Regions from separate parts of the Mus musculus genome. Here region 1 is linked to region 2. The links are chromatin contacts, called in public HiChIP or PLAC-seq maps. All regions are on one chromosome and are shown on one strand. Each heading gives the region's core, a stretch centred on a gene start, on an enhancer-like site or on the middle of the called end of the contact. The rest is flanking DNA. Distances are from core to core; before and after follow the strand shown. Region 1 has its middle 7.7 kb from the start of Col17a1. Region 2 overlaps Neurl1a (neuralized E3 ubiquitin protein ligase 1A).

Region 1 (5,258 bases), core at 1,223-3,722, 480 kb before region 2:
TGTGTCTGTCTGTCTATCTGTCTGCCTGTCTGCCTGTCTGCCTCTCTCTGTCTCCCCCTGCCATGTACCTGGCAGTGACTAGCTCTTCCTCACCATGCCTTGCTGCCATGATATCCAGTGGCCTCAAACAGAACCAGGAAACTAGAAGACTGAACCCGGTGAGAACGTGAGCCAAGATAAACCCTTCTTCCTTTAAGTTACTCCTCAGCAATATGCCTCACAGCCACAGAAAGTCAGACTAGCACAGAAAATTCACAACAGAAGTAGGTCACCACTGTGACAACCTAGTAGGGTAGTTTAGAAGTAGTTTGCCAGAGGAATTTTGAATTTTTGGAAATGTGGGCTAAGGGGAGCCTAGAATGCTAACTGTGCAGCCTCACAGTCAATTCTAGGAGGAACTCAAGATCAGAATGCCCATGGAAACCTAGACCGTGCTCATGAGGTTTCAGATGGCAATGCAGACTCCATTCGGACTCGAGGCTATTTGTGTTACATTAAGGAAAGGACTTGTCTCCATTTTATCTGTACTCTGACACTCTGTGGGAGGTTGGATTTAAAGGTGTTGGACTAATTAAACTGGTGGAAGGAATTTTGAGGCAGCTTGGCATTCTGGCTGTGGCCTGGGTATTTATTTACCCAACTTTACAGTGGGAAATATTAGCACTAAGAAGAGAAAAAAGGTTTGGAGGGGGAGATGTGTGAAGTTGAGGCCAAGGAGAGAGTGTGGCTGTCAAAGAGATTAGGTTCATCAAATAGAAGCCAAATGTAGAATGTAGAAGGGATTGTCTGCCACAAGCGAGTGGCCTACAGCCAGCAAAGCCGTAGGGGTGGGACTTAGGGCAGGAAGTCCCAAGCCCATCAAAGCCCTCGTCACAATACCATGGGCCATGGGTGCTGGACATGCTGCCACAGGATTTGATTTTTTTTTTCCATGCAGGGTTTTGGTTTTGCTTTGGTCTGATACTTTTCTTCTTTGTCTTCCATTCCCTTCTCTGGAATAGACATGTTTACTCTGTGCCACTGTATGCAGTACAGGTATTTGTATTTCTTTTTGAAGCTTACAAGAACTCATGGGAAATGTTTGCTTTGTGTCTCAGAGGAGAGTCTGAGCGATGTTGGAATTGTTAAGCCAGCGAGGGCTCTTCGAGATAGACTGAATGAATTTTGCATTACAAGATTAACGGGAGCCTTTTGAGGTCCAGGGGCGAGATGTTACAATTTAAGGGGATGTAATTAGGTATTAAGTTTACAAGGGCTAAACTTGGATGGTTAAGTTTGATCTTTGACTGGCTTGGATTGAGAGGCTTAGGAGATCAGAAACCATATCTCTGGATGGGGGCATTTCCAAAGAGGATTAACCATGGTGAGAAGCCCCGCCCTGAAGATGAATGGCATTATCCCACGATGAGCTCAAAGGAAGGAAAGGAGAGAGTTCACTAGCGAAGGCACAGTCTGTGTGTGTGCGCATGCGCTTCTGGGCTGCCATGATTTCAACTTTTGTCCTACTATCGCCCCAGCCATGGTGAGGTATGGTCTCACCGCAAACCGGATCCACCAGGGCGGCTGCCATGGGTAAAGTCAAGACAACAGCTTCTCACTTAAGTTGTTTTCCTGCATTCTGTCCCAGCGACGGAAAGCTTAGCACAAGCATCCATCAAGGCCTGGTCTGAGAAAAGTAACGAGATAAGACAAAGAATGCTGACTCGGGTTCTTTGAAGACAAAAATGATAACACTTCTATAAGGAAATATATCCAAAAAAATCTTGTCAACTTTGTTAATTAAGCAAAGATTTCTTATACACCATGACAATGGTAGGATTCATAATAGCAAAAAAAAAAAAAAAAAGAAAGAAAAAAAAAAAGAAATGAGACCATGTTTTCAGGAGACCTTGTTAGGAAAACAGCAAGCATAGACAGCAAATATTACTAGATATCCAGTAAGGAACGTATATGCAGAATGTATAAAGGAGTATAAAATTTCAACAACACTAAAACAATCCAGTTTCTAAATAGACACAATCTCTGGCTCGCTGAGTGGTGGTGGCACACACCTTTAATCTCAGAGTTAAGGCCAGCTTGGCCTCAGAGTGAGTTCCAGGACAGCCAGAACCACACAGAGAAACCCTGTCTCAAAAAACAAACAAACAAACCCTTGCAAAGACCTCACCAGAAAACATAGGTGAATAGCAAATCATCCTATGGAAAGATGATCCACGTCGACTCACTGCAGAACTATACATTAAAATGATAACAAAATGCCACGGCACGGTGACCGGAATGGATAAAATCAAACAGATAATTCCAAGAGCTGACGAGGATGTGGGACACTTAGAATTCCTTCACATCGCTCTTAGGGAGAGAAAGCAGACTGTGGGGAGAAAAGGAAAACATTTGTTTTGCCCTCTGAAGGTTTGCTGGAACAGCACGCCAATAAATCAACGGGAGAAAAGATACACAGATGTTGTAACTTGCAGAGGAGTGAATCACCGCAGTGTGATTACACACGAAGCCAGTCAGAGTCCCATGTGTAATGATCTCGTCACAGGGGAAAAGGACATGTGGGGATATAGGCAATTCAGAAGGACAGGAAATAATGGTCAAGAGAGAAAATGGACCCTGGGACAGAAATTAGCTTGTAAAATCATTGTCCTTGGAATCTGAATGAGCCTGGGGGACAGGCACTGTGTGTATGGTTGCAGTTCTTAGCCTCTTTTTCTATAATATAAAGTGGAACCTGAAGGTGGAAACAGAAAGCAAATGTGTCCTTTTAGTTCAATCTGGAGGGCGTAATACATGATGAAATATCACTTTCCACACCAAGGCTGTCCCTAATCGGAGAGGGGAGCTAGAGGTCAAAAACCTTGAGTCTAAGATTTTTTTTCTTTTCTGGTTCAGCATGTGAAAACATCAAAGTACCACAATTTGAGGTGTCGTTTTCTGAATCCCAATAGTACAGTACAAAATTCTGTTGTCGTATGAAGATAAATACATATTTACCTGGCCCATCCTTACACTTCAAGGTACTTATCCAAGATAACTGATACAATCCAGTGTCCATCAGTATAAGAACATGTATTAAAAATATATACCAATACCAGGCAGTGGTGGCACATGCCTTTAATCCCAAACACTTTAGAGGCAGAGGCAGGCAGATTTCTAAGGTCAAGGCCAGCCTGTCTACAGTGTGAGTTCCAGGATAGCCAGGGCTAGACAAGAAACCCTGCCTCAACTCCCCCCCCCCACCCCCCACCAAATAAATATATGTCAAACAATAGGAAATTACTCCATAGCAAAGTCAGCCTAGCGACACATACTAGAACATGGATGGACCTCAGATATTGACAGAAAGGCTATTATACTGTTTAGTCCATGTAAATAGCATTCTGAAAAAGGCAAAGCCAGAGACTTGAACCAGATCCTTATCCGTCAGAGGCTGGAGAGAGCAACAAACTAAAGTGGAACAGAGGTGAATTTGTGGGTGTCAGGAAATTAATTCTGTGCATCTTAAATGCTGTGGCCCGTTAGTTGCACAGTGACAAGCATTTGCTAAAATCCCCAGGGCCTAAGGTCGTAGCTCAGTGGTAGAACAGGTAAACACTGGGCCCAGTCCCCAACAACAAAACCAACCACATAAGCAAACTCCCTTAACATCCGAGAGGTTGGCTTTTCCTAAATGTCAACAACCGAGTGGCACCTCACCCACCTCACCGCTGCCCACGGAAGCACCAGGGTCCCCCAAGTCAGAGACCACTGGTGTAATTAGGTCAGGGACTTCTAGATGAGGGTTGCTAACCGGTAGCATGTTGAGTTGATGGGTGTGTCTGACTCTGAGACCTGAATCTCAGCCTGAGTCTATGCACTGGAGACATACCCGTGGGGAATACACTGCCAACCACAGGATAGATAATAGGGTGCGGCCTTCGTGTTAATGAAGAGAGTCTTTGTGTGAACATGTCTTCGAAGGGCAGGCCCAGCTCCTGAATCATGGCCTGCAGCACCAGGGAATGGTCGCCGCCTGACTCAGGCTTTGCAGTTTTTTGGCCTAAAAGCATGAAGCTCTGGTAATTATTCCAGCTGTCACGCAGCTTCCTGCTGTCCCGTTGAACTGTTTTCAGTTCTTGTTCCCCAGTAGGGACCAAGCAGAAGACACATTTCAAACAACTTTCGTGAGATAACTCCCCGGTTCTGAGAGCACATCTTTCCCTGTCCTGAGCTTTCCAAGCTGACAGGCTCCTGTGACATTTTTGAGCAAACAACATGAGGAGGAGTTGCCTGCCCTGGAGGCTTAACTCCCCCAGGGTGGGCAGAAGCACTCTGCTGAGCTCAAGGCCACCAACAGCTCCTAGTCCTGGCAGGCCCAAGCGTCTTCTTTCTTCCTCGAATAATGAAAGAATCATTTATCAGATCATAAAATGAGTCTTCAAGATCTGTTTTTTGTGCGTCTATAGCAGAATACCAGAAACTGGGTAATTTGTAAAGAAAAGGATTTGTCTCTCTGGAAGTCCAAGGTTGGGGGAGCAGACCCTGGTGAGAGTCTCCTTACATGACAGAGCACATCACATGGGCAGGAGGAAAAGAGAGAGGCCGAGCTTACTCCTGGGTGGAACTTGCTAACCAAAGATGGCACCGATCCGATCATGAGGGTGGATTCCCTGTGGCCGAATCATCTCTGAAGGGTCTTCACCTCTCAACACCGCTCTGAGATTAAGTTTCTAACAATGACCTTCGTGGGCCAGGCTCTGGCCATAGCAAAAGCAGGCAACTGCTAAGGCCCACACATTTTTCTTGAGTATACTAAGCTCTTGCGTTCAAAGAGCATGAATGTTAAATAATTAGAAATAAATGTCGGAGCATTTGCAGGGTATGTGTCAGAAATAGCACATGGTGGTTTCCAACCGCTTAGAAGTGTCACCTACACCTGACATGGTCTAATATTATTCTATTGCTTAGTTCTGAAGTTCTTCGAGGCAGAAAACTGGGCCATTTTTAAGTCTCTCATGCTCGCTGTGATAGGGAGTGAACAAAAGAAGACTGGAAGCAGACGTAATAATCTCGTTATTGTTTTCATGCCCCTGGAAGGTAAGCGCCAACACGGGGAGGCTTGAAGGAAGTAACTTGGCAGGGAAAGGAAATAGCTGTGGTTGGCGGGCGGTCTCTATCGGTTTGGAAAAATCCCAGCATTCCCCCAGCGGCTGGTGTCTTCTGTAGCCCAGAAGCCATCACTAAGTACTGCTGTCTATCTGTCCAGCCTCACTGCT
Region 2 (5,575 bases), core at 618-3,117:
CACCAGAGTGATACAGGAGACAGGACATATGTGCCAGAAAAAAACCTCGTGCGGGACCTGCACCTGACTGATCCCTGCTGGCCTGCTGGATTATAAGCAAAACTGGCAGCTGATGCTGGGAGGATAAAGACCTCCTTTGCAGGGAGGACCCTTCCCCATCCCTCTCCCCATACAGTCACAAGCTCTATATACACGCATACACACAAATCTGAGGATACCCCCTGGGGCTCCTGTAGCTGTGTGCCTTTCTTCAAGCTGCCTGCACCTCTGGCTCTGTCCTTCTTGTCCCTCCATGGTCTCATTTGCAGCAGAGCTCAGAGCCAGCTGAGCCAGCGCCTCCCCCCCCCCACCGCCCCCGACTTGCTCCTGTATCCTGCATCATCTCTTTCTCCAACTCTCTCCCTCAGACAATGGGCATCAGCAAGTACAACATCGTGATGGCCCAGGACCAACAAGAGCTGGATGACTCTAGGATTATACACTCCCAGGAAAGCCACTGACAGTTAAATACCAGCAGTCTAGTGACTCCAATAGTTGCTGCAACACACTGAGGAGTCTGTGGTGGGGGGGTTGGGGAATGACTCAGAGGAGAGGAGGTGCTGAGACTGGGCTCCTGAGCATTTCTGACTACCTAGTATCAAACCTCAGGTATCTATTCTTTCTTCTAAAAAATGGGCTGGGAAGGAAAATGCCTACCTGCCAGAGCAACAGGAAGAAGAGATGAGGCCCCAATACAGCGAGCCCAGAACAGCCTGGAAGGCCCAGGAAGTGTGGTCTAGATGAGCCTCCGTCATAACACTACATAAAGGCCCTACCATGTCCCCATCTTACCAATGAGGAATCACAGGCACAGAATGAGAAACAGCAGAGACTCGGCTTTGAACTCATGTCCATCTGCCCAGACACTTTGGCCTTCCCCCTCCCCATCCCGTGGAGGCTCTCCTGAAGGGCTCCTATGCCCCCTAGTACCTGCCCTCAAATAAAAATAAAACAGGAATCAAGATAAGTGAATACCCCTGGTGGCTAACTTTTGTTGTCAACTTAACAGGATTTAGAGTCCCCGTAGAAACAAATCTTTGGGCCTGTTTATGAGAGATTTTCCAGATTAGATTAGTTGTGGTGGTGAGAAGACCCATTCCAAATAGGGCGGTACCACTCCACAGGCTGGGGTCTCAGATTTGTTAAAACTCAGAAAGCAAGCTGAGCACATTTGTCTCTGTGTCCTGACTGTGGATACAATGTGATACAATGTGATACAATGTGGATACAATGTGATGCAATGTGGATATAATGTGATGCAATGTGTTGATACAAATCCAACTACCCCTTTGCTCCTCTCACCTCACTTCACTGGCCTGAGAGACAGCAACCCTTGCAACAGTTACAATTTAGAATTATAAACCGGAATAAACTGTTCCCTCCTTAGGTTACCTTCTGTCACAGCAATAAGACAACCAATACATAAACTAAGAAAATTACATCTGCCACTGTCATCTTTAAATACCTGCCCTGGACCCCAGAAGGAGAGGCCATTACTGGGAACGTAGCATCCTCAGTGAGGACACTGAGGGCTTGGGGACACGGAAGGTGCAGGTTACACAGGTACGAAGCAGCTACACTAAGATTAAGACAGAACTCTGAGCCAGGCATGATGGCACAGCCTTTAATCCCAGCACTCAGGAGGCAGAGACAGGCAGATCTTTGGGTTTGAAGCCAGTCGGAACCACAAGAGAGTCCCAGAACAGCCAGGGCTATACAAAGAAACCTTGTCTCCCCACCACCACCACCCCCAAAGATACACATCAGCTGACATCATCACCCAAGCACTTGCCTCTGCTGTGTGGCCTCAGAATAATGACTCAGCTCTAAAGAGCTACAAGTCAACTCCTCCCATCCTTGAACTCCACCCAGAGCTCCCTCCACATCATCCTGACCGGAACACTTACTGGCACTTTTGCTGCCTTCGTAGGGTTGACAGGTTGGCCTTTCTGTCTATCAGAGCTTCTGGTGGTTTCTGAGCACCTCGGGAGAAGCTTGGTTCCCTCTGGGAAGCATTCAGAACTCTCTAAACTGACCCCAACCCATGGATCTGGCTTCATTCCCAGGATATCCACCCTCCCACCAAAGTATTTCACGAACGTGAGCCATGAGCCCTGCCCATCCAAGACAGGCTAGCCCAGCAGGGACTTTCCCATTCTTGGAGCAACATGGCTGCTCAGTCTCTAACATGGTGGTTGGTACTCATGGTTCTGCCAAGAGTATTTTATACAAGCGAGAAGAAAACCAAGAGCAGAAGAGAGGTGAAGCTGTGATTGGTGGTGTACAGTCCTGGCACTGACTCATCTCTCTCCTCTCCAGCTTCCTGGAGGCTACCCTCCCTGTCTCCATACCCACTGTGGCCCCTTTGGGCCCAGTAGGACCCAAAAGTGATAGATCAACTGGCCTATTATCTCATAGCCCAAGGGGTTCTCTTGACATGTTGGCAGCCCAGCCTGGGCCTCACTAAGAAATAGCCAAGAAGCTAAGCACCCAGTGTGTCCTGCACACTGAGGAAGCTGAACACACAGCCCAGTCCGACCATCTTTCCTGCAGGCGGCAGAGGCATGTGTGCCAGCCCCCTCCACCCACTGCAGGACTCCAGGGAAGAGCCTTGCACCTACCACCTTTCCCAGGTTCTCCTGATTAAAGCGGCAGTGGGAAGAGCACCTCCAGCCCCTCTGCAGGAACCATTTATAGCAGCTTGTTCAAGCCCACATCTGAGAAGAAAAAAAAAAGCCCACTGTGGTTGCCTGTGGCTTCCCAGTCCCTCTTTTTCTCCCCTTCTTTTTCTCATTTAATGATAGGAAGCTGAGCTCAATAAAAATCTCTCTCCTGGCTATTCCTGGCAGGAGGCAAGTTGACTGGGGGCTAAGCAGATGACCCTCAGGTGTCAATGGGCACAAAGTCTGTCAGCTCCCAAGGGCTCAGCCTTCACAGAAACTATAGGAGGCTAGTCCCATTGGACAGACGAAGAAAGTGAGGTTTTAAGAGGCTTGGTGAGTTGTTTAAGCCACATTTTTTCCAGCAATACTATCAAGGACATTGTGGCTGACTCTCAACATCTGTCCTGGACCAAGAAAGATGGCACTGATGCTCAAGCCTGCCTCCCCATCAGTATCACCTTTGGAAATTACAGAGTGACTGATATTCATACCCTATCCAGACTGATGAACAGTTTCTGAGAAAGAGCCCAAGCAGGGGTAGTTTGGAAATCTGTTTCTGTGGGGTTGGGGGTTGAACTCAGGGCCTGGCATGTGTTAGACTCTACTGACCCACATTCCTAGTCTTTGGTTTTGGGAGACAGGCTCTCAGTATGTTGCCCAAGCTGGCGCTGAACCCATTATGTAGTCCAGGATGGCCTTAAACTCAAGGTCCTCTTTTCTCAGCCCAGACCCCTGTCCCTGCCCCTATTTCCACCCCCACCTCCACCCAGCTCTCAACCCCCATCACAAGTGCTGGGATTAAAAGTGCATGCCACCATACCTACATGATGACGGGGGTAGTTTCTAGGGCCCTCCAGATGGCTCATGAGCTGCCACCACTGGTTCATGACAGTCACATTGCTCTATCCCTCTTGCCAGTGACTAGACAGACAGTGACCACGTGACCCACATCTAGCTATTGAGGCATGGCGGGAGGACTGCTAGAGGATATCGTCCACATACACACTAAATAGTTTCCTTGCTCTTCAGAAAAAGGTCCCGGAGAAGTAAGCCTCTTTGCTCCAGAGACTGCATGTCTGGTTGGGATTCTTGTGATAGCCATGACATGTCACTAGACTAGAAGCGAGCCCTCCCAGAAGTGGCAGAGCTGCCCTTGGTTCACTTAAAATTTTCTCACTCCAGATAATCCCGTTTGTGTCAGGAATTCTCACCTCTCACTGGTAAAACAGTCCAGAGCAGAGTTTGTTACTTTCAACAGACAGCCTGAAATGATTGCTGAGAATCCTATATATATAAAGAACTCTCAAAATTCAATAATAAGGAAACAACCCAATAAGACATAACAGACACAGAGTTAAGTAGACACTTTACCAAAGTACACCTTGAATGGAATTTTAAAAAGCACATTGAAAATGCTCAGTATAATTAGGGACTAAGGAAATGCACAATAAAGCTAGAATAAGGTACTGCATATCTGTCGGAAGAGCCAAAGTTAACAAGGATTGGCGAAGACACGGAGAATCAGAACTCACACCATCTTACACACTGCTAGTGACCATGTAAAATGGTTTAGCTGTTGTAGAAAATATTTAGGCCCTTTATTTAAAAGTCAAAAATACTCAGGGCTGGCAAGATGGCCCAGAGGGTGACCACGGTAGCCTGGTGAGCTGAGCTCAGTCCCAGGAACTGAGCTGAGGAAGCTGTCTGACCTCTGTACCGTGGACCTTCCCTGAGACCTTCCCTCATGCTGTCTGACTCTGTCTCTGTTCTCTCCCTCTCCCCCCTCACCTTCCTCCTCCCCTCCCAACCCCATCCCACATTTTCAATTTTTTAGAAGTTAAACATAGGGAGGGCTGGACTGAAGAACCACATGGCAGTTCACAACTGTCTATAACTCTCTCTCTCTTGGATCTGACACCCTCACACAGATACATGCAGGCAAAGCGCCAATGCACATCAAATAAAAATAAAGTATTAAAAAAGAAGACGTTAAACATACTTGGTCTAGCACGTAATGCCCAGCACACCCTGCACATTCCTCACTCAGCCATCATAAACCAGCCTGATGGCTCAGAACTGTAATCCTGGGATTCTGCCCGGAAGGTGGAAAGAGGAAGCCCAGAAGTTCAAGGACAGGGGCCTGTGGGTTAAAGTCCTTGCTGAGTAACTGAGTGGGAGAACCAACTCCAGGGAGCTGTCCCTAGACCTCCACATGCTCTGAGACACACACAGCCCCTTACGCACCATGCACACAAATACAACAATAATGATTTTAAAAGAACTTCAAGGTCATCTGAGCTACATAGAAATTCAAGGCCAGGGCTGGTGTGATGGCTCAGTGGGTAAGAGCACCCGACTGCTCTTCCAAAGGTCCGGAGTTCAAATCCCAGCAACCACATGGTGGCTCACAACCATCCGTTAATGAAATCTGACTCCCTCTTCTGGAGTGTCTGAAGACAGCTACAGTGTACTTACATATAATAAATAAATAATAAAAAAAAAAGAAAAGAAATTCAAGGCCAGCCTGGGAAATATGAGGCCCTGCCATCAAAACAAAAATAATTAATGTGCATTTACTAATTGTAACTGAGATGCTCCAGTATCAAAACAAAAAACCAGACAAGCACACACACACACACATCTATACATGGGTTTGAAAAGCAAACCCTCTTTTAGAGGCTTCATGTTGGCTCCACACAGAAAGCAACGCAAATACCCATCACCAGACCAGCAGATAGAATCAGCCACAGCCACTCATGAGATACGCAGCAGTCAAAGGCACCGGGCTATCTTTCCACAGCCCAGTGTATTAGATGGATCCCAAGACAACTGTACTGAGTGGAACAAGCAGGAGGGGAAGATAGCATCAGATA

Evidence for each region. HiChIP or PLAC-seq counts read pairs in DNA pulled down with a chosen protein or histone mark.
Region 1: an HNF4G HiChIP or PLAC-seq map of pancreatic cancer cells shows a contact between it and region 2. The contact joins two enhancer-like sites. A contact is called at or near these places in 2 of 39 promoter capture datasets (cranial neural crest and hematopoietic stem and progenitor cells), 1 of 115 datasets of contacts at active chromatin or transcription factors (pancreatic cancer cells) and 1 of 9 other capture datasets (liver).

Annotation. Positions count from the first base shown.
Region 1 is chr19:47,697,150-47,702,407 of GRCm38.p6, reverse strand. No RefSeq gene overlaps it. Among named protein-coding and RNA genes, the nearest start is that of Col17a1, 7.7 kb to the right of the region's middle. Within about 2 kb of position 2,472, at least 60 of the 459 cell types and tissues checked have an H3K27ac peak or open chromatin away from gene starts, as enhancers often do. A contact at or near this core is called in pancreatic cancer cells, where this site is marked.
Region 2 is chr19:47,216,138-47,221,712 of GRCm38.p6, reverse strand. The region is part of intron 1 of Neurl1a (neuralized E3 ubiquitin protein ligase 1A); the gene reads right to left. Among named protein-coding and RNA genes, the nearest start is that of Gm36693, 17 kb to the right of the region's middle. Within about 2 kb of position 1,867, at least 85 of the 459 cell types and tissues checked have an H3K27ac peak or open chromatin away from gene starts, as enhancers often do. A contact at or near this core is called in pancreatic cancer cells, where this site is marked.